Regions from separate parts of the Mus musculus genome. Here region 1 is linked to region 2. A link is a contact called in public promoter capture Hi-C data. All regions are on one chromosome and are shown on one strand. Each heading gives the region's core, a stretch centred on a gene start, on an enhancer-like site or on the middle of the called end of the contact. The rest is flanking DNA. Distances are from core to core; before and after follow the strand shown.

What was found. Promoter capture Hi-C pulls out the DNA fragments that hold promoters and counts their contacts.
Region 1: a promoter capture Hi-C map of cranial neural crest shows a contact between it and region 2. The contact joins the enhancer-like site here to the promoter of Nid2 in region 2. A contact is called at or near these places in 12 of 39 promoter capture datasets (the HPC-7 cell line, cranial neural crest, embryonic stem cells and 7 more), 4 of 484 Hi-C or Micro-C datasets (the G1E-ER4 cell line, embryonic stem cells and nephron progenitors), 5 of 115 datasets of contacts at active chromatin or transcription factors (astrocytes, embryonic limb bud, embryonic stem cells and 2 more) and 1 of 9 other capture datasets (adipose tissue).

What each region holds. Positions count from the first base shown.
Region 1 is chr14:19,961,217-19,967,497 of GRCm38.p6, reverse strand. All of the region lies in intron 1 of Gng2 (guanine nucleotide binding protein (G protein), gamma 2), which reads left to right. Among named protein-coding and RNA genes, the nearest start is that of Gng2, 13 kb to the left of the region's middle. Within about 2 kb of position 3,202, at least 29 of the 459 cell types and tissues checked have an H3K27ac peak or open chromatin away from gene starts, as enhancers often do. A contact at or near this core is called in the G1E-ER4 cell line, where this site is marked.
Region 2 is chr14:19,747,849-19,754,420 of GRCm38.p6, reverse strand. It overlaps Nid2 (nidogen 2), which reads right to left and starts at 3,164. Exons shown (of 21, transcript NM_008695.2): 1 at 2,856-3,164; 2 at 1,872-2,180. The coding sequence starts at 3,083.

The DNA.
Region 1 (6,281 bases), core at 1,953-4,452, 210 kb before region 2:
CAAACAGGAAAGTAAAGGTAATTTCTAGGCTTTGCCAACAGAGCCCTGTTTAAGAAGGGTGTTCATATGATCCGTGTTGAGCCATAGTAAAAAAATTACATATGAACAAAAAACCCTCACTGCCATTTTTAAGGGTTTCCCTGGAGTGAGCTGATCTCTTGCTTTTTTTTTTTTTTTGACTTTATGAATGTATTTAGGAATCACTGATACCCATGAGTATTATTTAATCATCTTACCACCTGTCTTTTATCATGTCTTAAAATAATCTAAAATACAGCAGTGTAGAAAAAGTGTTAATAGGAATTAAGTAGTTATAAGAGATTACTGTGGAGTCAGAATCACTTGAGGAAGTCGCTAAAAACTTTCTCTGCATCTGTTTCCTCATCTGATGGATATAAAGTATTTATCTGTCATATGCCTAAACTATATTAACTATTCCAGAAGTGGAGGTATTCCTAAAGGATCATATTGCTACCAACCTGAAGGAGATATTCTTTTAGTTTAACCAAGGACTTCTTACCATGTCTAGCCAAAGGAATCGTCTCATCCAGTCAGTGTTCATCCCTGGAGTCCAGAGTCAACTGGGGAAGCCTGTTTCCCTGGCACAGCCAGCTGTCAAGGCTCCGACTTAGTGAAGTGTTAATCTTAGATTCGAACTGTTTATCTAGGAGTCCACAGGCTTATCCTTAATCACTTCCAGTTTCCCTTCCAACTCAAAATATATTTACACTACCCAAGCCTGTTTTTGTTAGGTGTGGCCAGGTACCTGGCATTGGCTAGAGACAGGCAAGCAACCTGGAACATGTCATTTGTAGAAAGAAGCTATCAGAATCATATGTGAACATATTCCCTGGCCATTGGCAGTGAGGGTGGAGGAGGGTAGCAATGGCAGCTGCACTCCAAAGCTTGGATTTGAAAGTGAAGACAAGAGAGCTCTTCGCACTGACCAGTCATGACTGTGGAGTGAAACTGATAGACAGGGTTTGCTGGGTAGAGAAGGGCTGCTGTCCTAGTCCATCCTGACAGATATTCCTTTGGATTTATTTTCCTTTAAACTATCAGAGTGGTTTTTGGCATTGATGCATAAAACATGTACATAATTCTGAAGAAAGTGATTTTAAATGCCCATTTTGTTGCATTTTTGTGTATATAATGTTACTGAGTGGGGAAGATAATTAGGAGTAATTTGTGTTTTATTTTTTATTTTTTTGGAATAAGGCTTAGTTCTATTTCTCACAGAGGAAATAGGTATGCTGAGATGGTTAGCAGAGCTTTCTTTGAGGGAATCAATAGCAGTAGCAGAGTCAGACCTGGGCTGCTCAGCAGCGAGAGAGATCTACTCACAGGAATGCCTTCTTCAGAGAGAAGGTAAGAGTCAGGCCAGGCCTGGGCCTCTGGGTGGACCAGGTCTCCCTAAGCCCCACCGTCACGTTCCAGCTACAGATAATGATGCATAGTTGTTTGTTCAGGGCCTTAAATGATGCTTACTAAGGAGGTGGAAGTCATTGTCGTTTCTTTAAATGTCTTCGAATTTTAAAAATACAATGTTTAACTTGTGACATCCTGTAGCTGGTGTTTGCTACTTTGTGGGTTCCTCTTTCTCCTTCTCCACCTCTTTCCTTCCACCCCTTCAATCCCCTCACACTAGATAGGAGAGAAAAAAGGATGGAGGGAAAGGACAGAGATCCCTGATAAAGTCAGGGGCTGGAAAGGGGTGACACTGTTGTTAGACTACTTTCTGCTGGTTAGGGGTGTTGAGATCCTTGGGGCAAGTTTGATCTTCGCCATCAGGATATCTAATTTCTTCTTGTTGTTTCTTCCTTACACATGACTATTTAACAAACTGTGACCAACAATAACCACCAAACAACCAAACAACCAACCACCACCAACATAACACACCTCTTGGGGCCCTAGCATTTATATATTTCCTCTGAAAAGTCCTCAGAATTCAAAATGTCACACAATCACAAAAACTGTCTGCGGCTGGCAAAATCACACTCCTGCTAGAGCATGGGGCGAATCATAGTCAGCTGCTGTGGAAAGATATTTTGCTGCTGTGGACATTCTGCTGCTGTGGACGGTCTGCTGCTGTGGACGGTCTGCTGCTGTGGACGGTCTGCTGCTGTGGACGGTCTGCTGCTGTGGACGGTCTGCTGCTGTGGACGGTCTGCTGCTGTAACAGTTTGTGCTCCCGGATTTAAGTCATTTTGTTTGGTATTTCTTAATAAATATTTTATTTCACCTAATTATTTCACTTGAGTGTCTAAAACTACTTTATGGAATACTTAAATTATTTAGATGAGAAAGAGATTAATTACCTCCCATAGACAAATTCAAATTAATTTCATTGTAAACCTGAGGTAAAAATAGATTAATCTTAGAACAGAGGCAACTGGCTCACTTTCTTTCTATTTCTGCTCTCTCTGTCTCTCTCTCTGTCTCTCTGTCTCTCTCTGTGTCTTTCTCTCTCTCTCTCTCTCTCTCTCTCTCTCTCTATCTTTCTCTCTCTGTCTCTCTGTGCCTGTCTCTCCCTGTGTCTTTCTGTCTCTCTCCTGTCTCTCTCTCTCTGTGTCTTTCTCTCTCTCTCTTTCTCTCTCTGTCTCTCTGTGTCTTTCTCTCCCTGTGTCTTTCTGTCTCTCTCCTGTCTCTCTCTGTGTGTTTCTCTCTCTCTCTCTCTCTCTCTCTCTCTCTCTCTGTGTGTGTGTGTCTTTCTCTCTGTGTGAATCTTTCTCTCTGTGTGTGTCTCTCTGTCTCTCTGTGTGTGTCTTTCACTCTCTGTGTCTCTGTGTCTTTCTCTGTCTCTCCCTGTCTCTGTTTCTTTGTTTCTCTCTGTTTCTCTCTGTCTCTCTGTCTCTCTCTGTCTTTCTCTCTCTGTCTCTCTTTCTTTGTCTCTCTCTGTCTGTCTCTGTTGTTTTTTCATTTTTAAGGAGAGCGGCCTGTTGACTTTATGGATCCCTCCTCATTGCAACAGATAAACCAATAAAAGCCGGAAAAAAAAAATCTTTTTTTTTTTTTTTAAAAGCAAAACCAAAAAACATTTAAATGGATTTTATAAACCATCCAGAAACCTGTGTGTCTGGGGCTTCTGAGGGACTAGCCTGTGAGTCATTTTAACAAATACACTCATAATCCCATAGTGCATGTGGTTTCCATGGTAATTAGGCCTGTTGAGCTGCCTTGATTATGTTCCTGCACAGGGAAGAAGGGGAGAAAAACTGTGAACTGTGAGCTTTGACCGTCGGCTTCAGCCTGCTACTGCGGGAGAGAGTTTAGGGGTTTCCCTTGAAGACACTGGCACAGTCATCCTGGAGGGAAGTGGAGAGACTCTGGGACTAATGGCCTATTAGTGTTGGGGATTGCAGTTCACAGGGGAGAAAAGGACTGATCGGTACTCTCCTAGGGGGAGGAAAGGACAAATGGTTTCTTTAGCTAATATATAATTACAGGTAAGTCTCTAAGGTCAACCTGATGAAATGCTTTGAGTGTTTGTGCACAGGGCTCTAATGGTCTCTTAAAAGGCACCGAACACCTCTGGCATATCATTATTGCAGATTTAAATGATTCTCCCTGTACTACCCAGTTAGAGGTTGGTTTTATGTCTCTCATCTGATTCATATATGGACCTGTAGCTTTTCATTATTTATGGACTGGATTTGACTCCTTTATATTGGGCAACCATCTTATGATGCAGGCCCATGGGTCTCTAAGGAGACCACTGAAGTTACAGGAGTTCCTCTAAATCTGCCATTGCTCCTAAGGAAACAAAAATCAAAGCATACATTGGTTTGATGGACATCCAAGATGTCCCAGGCCTCAACCAATTAGTGGCATTTTATAGATGTCACTTGTTTCAGTTCTACTGAAAGGGGCAGCAGAGCCATGGGCCAAAGGTATGAGGCCACACACAGAACTTTCCAATTCTCTTTCCCGAGGCTGGGCATCCTCTCACGTATGTGACTGTCATGTATTGGCTGAAATTTTATTCTTTAGACCATGCCTCTTTAAGGCAGAGTTTACTTGGAGTTCTATTAAAATTGAAATGAAGTGAAGTTGCTTGATTTATGCTCACTACGACATTTTTGGTTCTAAACTACATATCTATCTTACTCTCAAAAGTAGAAGTAATTATTACCCAAACATTGTTCTAGATTTGATCGTCTTAACATTAGTAAATAAAGCTTGAGTTGGGCCATTAAGATGGCTTGAGGGGTAAAAGCATTTGCTGCTCAAAAATGATGACCTGAATTGGACCCCTAGCTGGAAAGAGAACTGACTCTCAAGTTGTCCTCTGACTTTCCCATGTGTGCTGTGGTGTGCATGTCCATCTTCACACACTTACACACACACACACACACACACACACACACATGCACACACAAACGAAAACCTGAAAAATAAAAAACATTTTAAAAACATAATAATAATAAGCCTTGACTTAATATTTTACTGATCATCAAAGTAATTCATGGGGAGCATTAAAAATTTGGAAATAGTGGCATAAATTATGAATAACGAAAGAAAGAATTGCCATCATTTATTAAGTTTGTTACTGGTTCAAGTAATTGATGTAGCAGGGGCTGATTTTACAGTGGCTAAAGGAAGTTAAAAAGTATTTATTTCTTTTTAATAAAACAGCCCAGAGGTGAATGACTAAGGACTGGGTAGCTATGCTAGATAAAGATCACTCAGGGGACCCGGCTCTTCTGCCAGGTTGTTGTTCTTGTGGTCTGAGGTGGCTTGTTACAAAGACCCAGCAGGAAGGGAGAAGGAGAAAGGCGGAGCCACAGCTTACAGGCACTACCTTTGCAGTTCTATCAAACTCCGTTACATGCCTGCACAACTAGCAGCAAGGGAGGCTGGGAAAATGAGCTTTTCTTAACATGTACGGAGATGTAGTCTTTCTCAAAATACCTCAGTCTTGTGTACACACCCGATGTGCTTGCAGGATAAAACAGAGTACATTAAACAATAAAGATATTTTAACGCAGTGCTAGGCTACTATTTAAAGAATGCTTGACTGCAATACTTTGCCCCAAGATGTGTAATAAAGGACTCTGTAAGTGATGGAGAGGTAGGCAGCGTGGATATACAGTGTGGGTACTTTAGGCAAAGGGATGACTAGTATCCTGGGCAGGACTGAGGGGATCAGAGTGGCATAATTTGAAACATGAATTATTCATCCCTGGAATTTTCCATTTTCCATGCATTAACATTTTCAGACTGCACAGTAACTAAAACCTAGAAGAACAAACTTTTAAATGGGGCTGCAGGATGCGCTAAGCTCTGCGGTAGGAGGCCAGTTGACATTATACAGCGGGTAACCTGCATTGATGCTGCTTAACTGTACCAGGTGCATTTCCCTCATTTACATCTCTTACATCCGGGCTGGGCATGAAGCTCACTGATAGAGGGCTTGCTTTGAACGTGCAATAGCCATCCTCCCCAGCAACACAAAAGGCTCATACTCGTTGTCGTTCACCATGCAGGATTTCCTTTGCGTAGGAAGTGGTATTGTTGGTAATTGGGCCATTTCTTATGCCTTGGTAATAATTTTTGTCTACAGCTGTTGTTAGAATCAAGGAGTGGAATCATGAAAATGATGATTGAGAACAACATCTAAGTCTCTTGATAAATAGTACCAAGCTGCTTCCCAGAGACTTGTGCCAATTTATGCTCTCAGCAATAATATATGAGCCTGCACGCACCCCAGAGCACCCTTGCCCAGGCTCATTTTCTAAGTCCCATTTAGTCATTATTATCCCCAGGGTTCGTTCTCTGAAAATAGGTTGTTTTTTTGCCCTTGGCTTGTTTTCTTTTCCTCTGCTGTCATTAATCACAAGATAATGATTTTCTTTTTTAATAACTTTGGCTCATTTAAACCACGTGACCCTTCTAGCACTCTGAGAATACAGTTGATTGGGCAGAGACTAAAACCTGTGTATCAGTCTCACACGGTGTGAGATCTCTGGAGATACCGAGGTTCATTTAGTCCTATGACCCAATGGGAAACTGACTTCCACCCTCAGTCACCGTCCCCTTGGTGGGAGATACCTTTTTGTTCTGAGTCCAAAAGGAAGTAGGAATGGGAAGGCGCTTCCCCAAGGTGTTGGTGTGGGTGCTCTGAAGTTCTCCAAGAGAAAGGACACTCCTTCTGGTGGGAAGCACAATTAGGCCGATTCAATTTGAATTCACAGGGGGCATTAGTAGCAAAGAGTGCAAGTGCCTGTAGACCACAAACAACCTGGGAAAAGCTACAGTCCAGAGAGACCATAACAAGC
Region 2 (6,572 bases), core at 1,915-4,414:
CTATAAGTTATACATGATTTTAGATAAATGTCTAAGAGATAATGTATGAATGAATGAATGAATGAATGAAACAGGGGACTGTCTTCTCTAGCCCTCTAGCTGGCTGGCCTGCATGAAGTGTTTGAGTTGAGGGTATTCTGTTGAATTGGAATTGATATGTCAAGCCCACATACTACAAGGCTAGTCAGTAAACAAAACCGGATGCTAACCCGTCAAGTAAGAAACTGTAACTTCGACGGATGGTGGTGGCACATGCCTTTAATCCCAGCACTTGGGAGGCAGAGGCAGGCTGATTTCTGAGTTCAAGGCCAGCCTGATTTACAAAGTGAGTTCCAGGACAGCCAGGACTATACAGAGAAACCCTGTTTCAAAAAACCAAAAAAAGAAAAAGAAACTAAATTCAAATAATGTTTATTTCTAGATCTCTGCTAGTGCAGACTTTAAGAAAACATGTCTTTTCCTTTAAGAACATGGAACAATCACAACCATTGTCCGTGTGACAGGGACAATGGGCAAGCTTTAAACCTCTTAGGGATGATATCACTTCTGTAGTCAAGAAACACTAGGAGTTAAAGCAAACATGGTTTTGCTCCTATGCCATTATACACCCAGGTGGAATTTCACAAGAGGACTCTGTCTCTACCTACACCAGGAATGAGGCAAGCTACCCTGACCAACCATTGCCCACTTCACATGTTGCTAAGACCAAAGCTAGGAGCAGAGTTTTTGGTGCTTTCTCTAGCTAAACTGCAAAACAGTCTCCTGCAGACAGAAGTATGCAAACTGTTACAAAGGCAATGTGGGGGAAAGCTACAAGGAGCTTGCTAAGAAGTGTGTGGCATCCTTCTCTACTTTCCTGGGATGTCAGCTAAGACAGTGTTGGCTTTAGAGAGGTGCTAGAGAGGTGGCTCCACAGCTAAGAGCACATGTAGTCCTGTCAGTATGCTAGCTCAAATCCCTGTATGCAATCAGTCAAGCCACACTCAGTCAAGCCACTCACAACTGCCTGTAAGTAACAACTCTAACTGCAGGGAATCTAAGCCCTCTTCTAGCCCTACCAACACCAGCAGAGAGAGACACACATATGAATAAAATAAAAACCTTGAAAAGTGTTGTATAGTACTGATTATAATAAAAACACGGGAGCAACCTTAATGATCCCTAGGAAGGGTCATAAGTTCACTGGGGGAGGTCTGATACAGCTGTTTCAATGTTACAGAATCACACTTTCAAGAGTATACAATCCAGCAGAAGAAGCAAGTGAAACAGTATTATGGGCACTGTGAACCCACCATTGCTAATGGCAAGAATATGCTAAAGCAATAGCTGGGAATGTACATACAAAATATGGGTTACTTTTGGTTTGTCCAGACACGGTTTCTCTGTGGATTCTCACTGTCCTGGAACTCACTTTGTAGACCAGGCTGGCCTCGAACTCACAGAGATCTGCTTGCCTCTGCTGGAATTAAATGCATGTGCTGCCACGCCCAACTCATACCAAAAAAATTAATTAATTAATTAATTAATTAACAGTGGTAGGAAAATAAGAGGTTGTTCCTTTTGAAAACTTCCTCAATTTTCCATTTTTTCCCTTCAATGAACCTATCATTAGAAATATTTGTGTACTTATAGGTGGTTCTTGGTATCTGAGCCTTAGTCCCTCATTTCACTAAGCCGACTTAGCCACTTAGGAGAGCCTTAGAATGCCCCCAGAGACAATAAATAGACTTCACTCACAAGCTGCCTAAGCACTGGTTTCATCCAGTTCAACGCCTGATCAAGGGAAGAAACTCCTAGTCAAAGCCTTAGATCCAACACAAAATTCAGGCCGTCCCTTTAATTTATTCAGCTGCAGGGTATCCCTCACTTACCTCTCCTGACGGCGCAGCCCCGCGACTGACCTCCTCGTAGGCGCCCACGTGCTCCCAGGTGGCCAGGAAGGCGTGGGTGGGGGTGAAGCTGGACCCCGACAGCGGGAAGCCAGTGCGCACGTAGCGGGCAGCCAGGCTCAGCACAGCTCCGGAGGTGTCCTCGCGGTACAGGATCCGGCCCCTGCTGTGACTAGTGTCGATGTCAGCCAGGAAAGGGGCGATGGCTGGGAAGTCAGTAGGAAAATCATCATCTACATATTGAGTCTCCCTGGGGAAGTCCTGGGTGGAGATGATGCCGTTGGTGCCCACCTACAATAAGACCAAGGGGCGGTGAGACAGTTCAGCAGGTAAGGGCACCTTGCCGTCAAACCCGACGACTTGAGTTCTAGGACACAAGGTGGAAGAAAAAGCCAGTTCTCTGATCTTCATACACACGAGGTGGCACGTGAATCCCCAACATTTTTAATATTTTTAAAAGGTCAAAATAGTGGTGGTCGCTCAAGCCCAAGGGCAGCCACCGTGCTCCAGTCGTACGCACCTACCGTCCACCTATTGTAGAAAATATTTCTACTCCAATCAAGGTTGAGCCACATCCAGGGTAGCAAGCTCCTATCTCACCCTCCAGTGCACTGCGACCCACAGGTGCGGCTGCTCTCGAACCGGTCCATCTTTCTCCAGTATTGCTCGCCCTTAAGATAGCTCTGCCGGCGTGCACAGTCCCCCCCCCCCCACCGCCCTAAACGCAAACCCCACTCGCAGCCTTAACTTCATCTTCCTGCCTAGAATGTCAAAGTAGAGGGGCACGGTTCCAGCTCGCCCTTGAAACGATCCTTATTCCTCCACAGTAAGGATCAAGAAGTTGCAGCGCCGCTGCTAAGCCTGGTCCCCAGAGGGGACGACAGTTAAACATGGAGGTTGTTCCACTCCCTGGGAAGAAGCTAAGAGTCCCACACCCAACCGCGCACCTCCGGGAGCTGAACTTACGTAGAGGCTGCTGAACTGGGCATCGTAGAAACGCAGGGGTATTGCCAGCTTCACAGCTGCTGAGCTTTCGTCGTCGCCCTCCGGCAGCAGCTGGTCTCCCCACGACTCCCCGTAAGGAAAGAGCTCGTCGGGACGCAGAGCCCCGACTCGCGACAGCAGCAACAGCATCACCAGCAGCGATAGCGGTGATGGCGGTGTTAGCCACCCGGCTGTCGGGTCCCGAAACATGCTCACTCCTCCCTGGCTCTGCCCTCCACTCCGCAAGTCTCTGCGGGCCACACTGCCCGCCAGACTCCAACTTGGACCTCTGGTCCGCAATACGGGCCCGCCCAGCGCGCTGATTGGCTACAGCTCTCGGCCACTGACCAATCAGCGACTCTGAGAAAGTTCGCCAGCGGCCACTACATGTGGTTCTCATTAGGTTTTCTAAGACTGCTGTAGTTTGCTGGAGTGGCCGGGCTGGAAGGTGAGGCCGTTGGCCCGGTCTGGTCTAGGCTGTCCCAACTACTCCTGGGCTACCCCCAACTCTCCAGTGTAGGCTACGACGCTGCAGGAGGTGACCTCAAGGGCTGGCAGGACCCTCGGCGCGCGTGCAGCTCTGGGCAGGAGCGACTGTGCGCACTGGGTTGGCAGAGCGAGGGAGGGTAATGAACACACTGGAGTTCGCGCCCTGCCCTAGGGTCCGGGGTACCCCTCTCGCTAGAGGCCTGGCCCTCGGATAAAGAATCAAAGGAGCTTTGTCTCCATCCGGGGGCTGCTCCGCCCCACCCAAATTTCCTGCTGAGAAGCATGCCTTTGTGAAAGGCTGACTCCTAAATTCTATCCCCAAGCGCTGGCTAACCTTTGTAAGGACACTGCCACCCTCTGAAATGTCCTCCCCAGCTGTTTGCCTTCCCTGGGGGAAACCACCCTTCAGCAGACGGTGAATCCTACTTTGTGTGACCCCCTTGAGTTGGAGCCTGGAGTGAGGCGGCCAGGCGCCGGGGCGGAACCACTGAGTGTTTCTCCCAAAGCCTGGGAGTTTAGGAACTGCCCTAGCGGGAGGCCACAGAGTCGGTAACCCGAGCTGCCCTGCAGGATGGGAAACCTTACAACCTGGAAAGCAGCTGTGCCGGTGTTGGGGAACCCCCTCCATCATAAACATCCCCTCTGGGAGCCGGATGAGATTTTATTACTATTTTATTATCAGGAGGGTGAAATTTCCCACGTACAGTCCGTTTTCTCTCGGCTTGGCCCATCCCCCACAGGCTCCTTAGAAGCAAAGGTAGTTTAAAAAAAAACTTAAAGATATAGGACTCTCAAACAGAGCTTTCTCTTTGTGTTTATCCAGCTATGTAATTCTTAAAGACCCATGGGGCCAAATACTAAAACTTCTTGAAGACACCAGACTGAAAGACTCTGAATCAACACAACAAAAAAGGCCCACAGCAGTTTGCTCCCTCTAGCTGGAGAGGGGTATGTTTGCTCTTACACAAAACAAACTCAAGTTTGCACATTTTTTTTTTCTCATTTTTCCTCTTGGGACCAAATATTTACATTTTGCTGAGGACAAAATGGTGTCTCAAAGATGTGAGATTATTTGACTTGTTCAAGGTCACCTCTTCCATCCTTCATGGATTCTTCCTCAGGCTCGGCACATCTCCTCCATTCAGCATAACAATAGCAGCTAACTTTGACTGGAGGTCTGTCCTACAAATTAGTGGCAAACCAAATTCCAAGACGGAATCCCCACAGCCTGATTTCCTAGTGTTTCCTCCCTTGTAAAATCACCCAGCCTCCCAGGAAGGTGGGCTAGCCTGTGTATTCTCACCAACAGAATGGGGGCCATAGTGATGAGAATTCACTTCAGTGGCTTTTCTGTCGTGCCAGCCAACACCATCTCTCCACTGGTTCTGAGGAAGCCATCTACTGCATTTGGAGAGCAATGCAGAGTAAAGAACTCCAGACAGCCTCTGGTCACCAGCCAGTAAGGAACCAGATTCTGCTAAGAGTCATGTAGGTGAGCTAGTGGAGTCTTGAGATAGCACCACAGCCCTGGCTGACTTTGGTTGCAGCCATATGATAGACCCTTGAAGCGAAGGCCTCACTCAGTTAAGCCACAACAGATTCTTGATTAAGAATTAATTACCCCGAGAATTACTAAATATCTGTTGTCTTAAGACATTTGATTTGAGAGGAGTTGCTGGATGTAATAGACAAGCAAATCAGCAGGACACTGTGCTAAGGAGACTAAGCTTGGGCAGTGGTTTGTTTGTTTGTTTGTTTGTTGTTTTAAGTGATTATTGCCACATGACTGGTGTGCATCAGAGCTTTTCTTTAAACCCAGTTTTGTCTAATCTCTAAACTTCTACCCTCAACCGAAGATTTTACTGATTCAATGGCATTTTCACTTTGCAAAGTAACTTAGGTTACTTCTCTTGATTCATCTCTGGCTGTGCCATCGGCTCTCAAATGGCACCTCCTATATTTCATGACGCAGAATAGCTCACACACTAGTCCCCTTCCCTATGGTGGATAAGTGTCCCCACCAATCCATAAATGACCCTTTGCATCCCTCAAGACATGAAGCAATAGTCTTCAGAAAGCTTTCCTGGAAAACAGCCAGATCTAGAAGCCTCTTCTTGCTCCACCACGCTTACCGTGGTGGTCTCTCTTTCCACATCTCTCCCCTGGTCTGATTAGCCACCATCAGTATGTTTTGGGAGAAGAAATTTTGTCTTATTCTGAGCCTGTCACGGTGCCTAGAGTATTCAAGGAGTATTTGTTGAGTGGGTGAAGCCAAGCAAGCCACCCTGGGACTAGGGCCCAGCTCTGTTGGCCTAGAACAACATTCTTCTCTGCCACCTTTTCTACTAATCAGACCTAATTTGTAATCCTCTTTACCAAGCTGCTTAGCAACCCACCCACTACTGTTCTCCGGTTTTCATCAGTCTCTCATTCATTCATGCAATATTCCCGAAAGCTTACCCTAGCTGTCATGACCTGATCCTCGACCTTACAGGCTCACCATCACAATTTGGTTCTGAAAATGAAGCATAAATGCAAGGCTCTAGCATAACATGTATTTGCCAGCAAAACAGGCCAACTGGCTTTGAAAATAAAGATAGCACTAGTTTTGATTCCCATGTAATCTGAGGACCAAGAAGGAGTTCCAGGGGAGAGATGGCTGAAATGAACAGTCTTGTTTCCCCGAATCACAGCTGTGCTCAAACAGACATTCCTTAGAGCTTTTATTCTAATTTATTTTTAAGCAACTCCATGGCACCAAAAGAGAAGCTTCTTTAAAATGTCACTTTTAAAGGAGTCATTTTTAAAGTGTCATGGGGAAAAGAAAATTTCTGTCATAGCTGTTTCACTAGTCAGAGGGAAAAAATGCTTTTCTGGTACCCACAGTTTCATTTGCAAGGATAGAATTTCCATGACCTGCCCAGCTGGCTGAAGAGGCAGAGGCCCCTTTCAAACTGAAGTTGTAAAGGATGTAGAAGCGTTTAGCCCTCTTGGGTTGGGTCCTTACAGTAGACTGAAGAACGTTTGAGAATTGAGATTATTTTATCCATCTCGAGCTAGGGTCTGTATCAGACACGACGCCTTCCCAATAGATCTCCAGTGACACATTCTGTTATGAGTGCCATGACCCCAAGAATGACGTTACTTCCTGTTATTTTGCTTAGGAAAGTTAAAGCACATCTGTGCCTCAGTGTGCAGATAGAAGCGAGT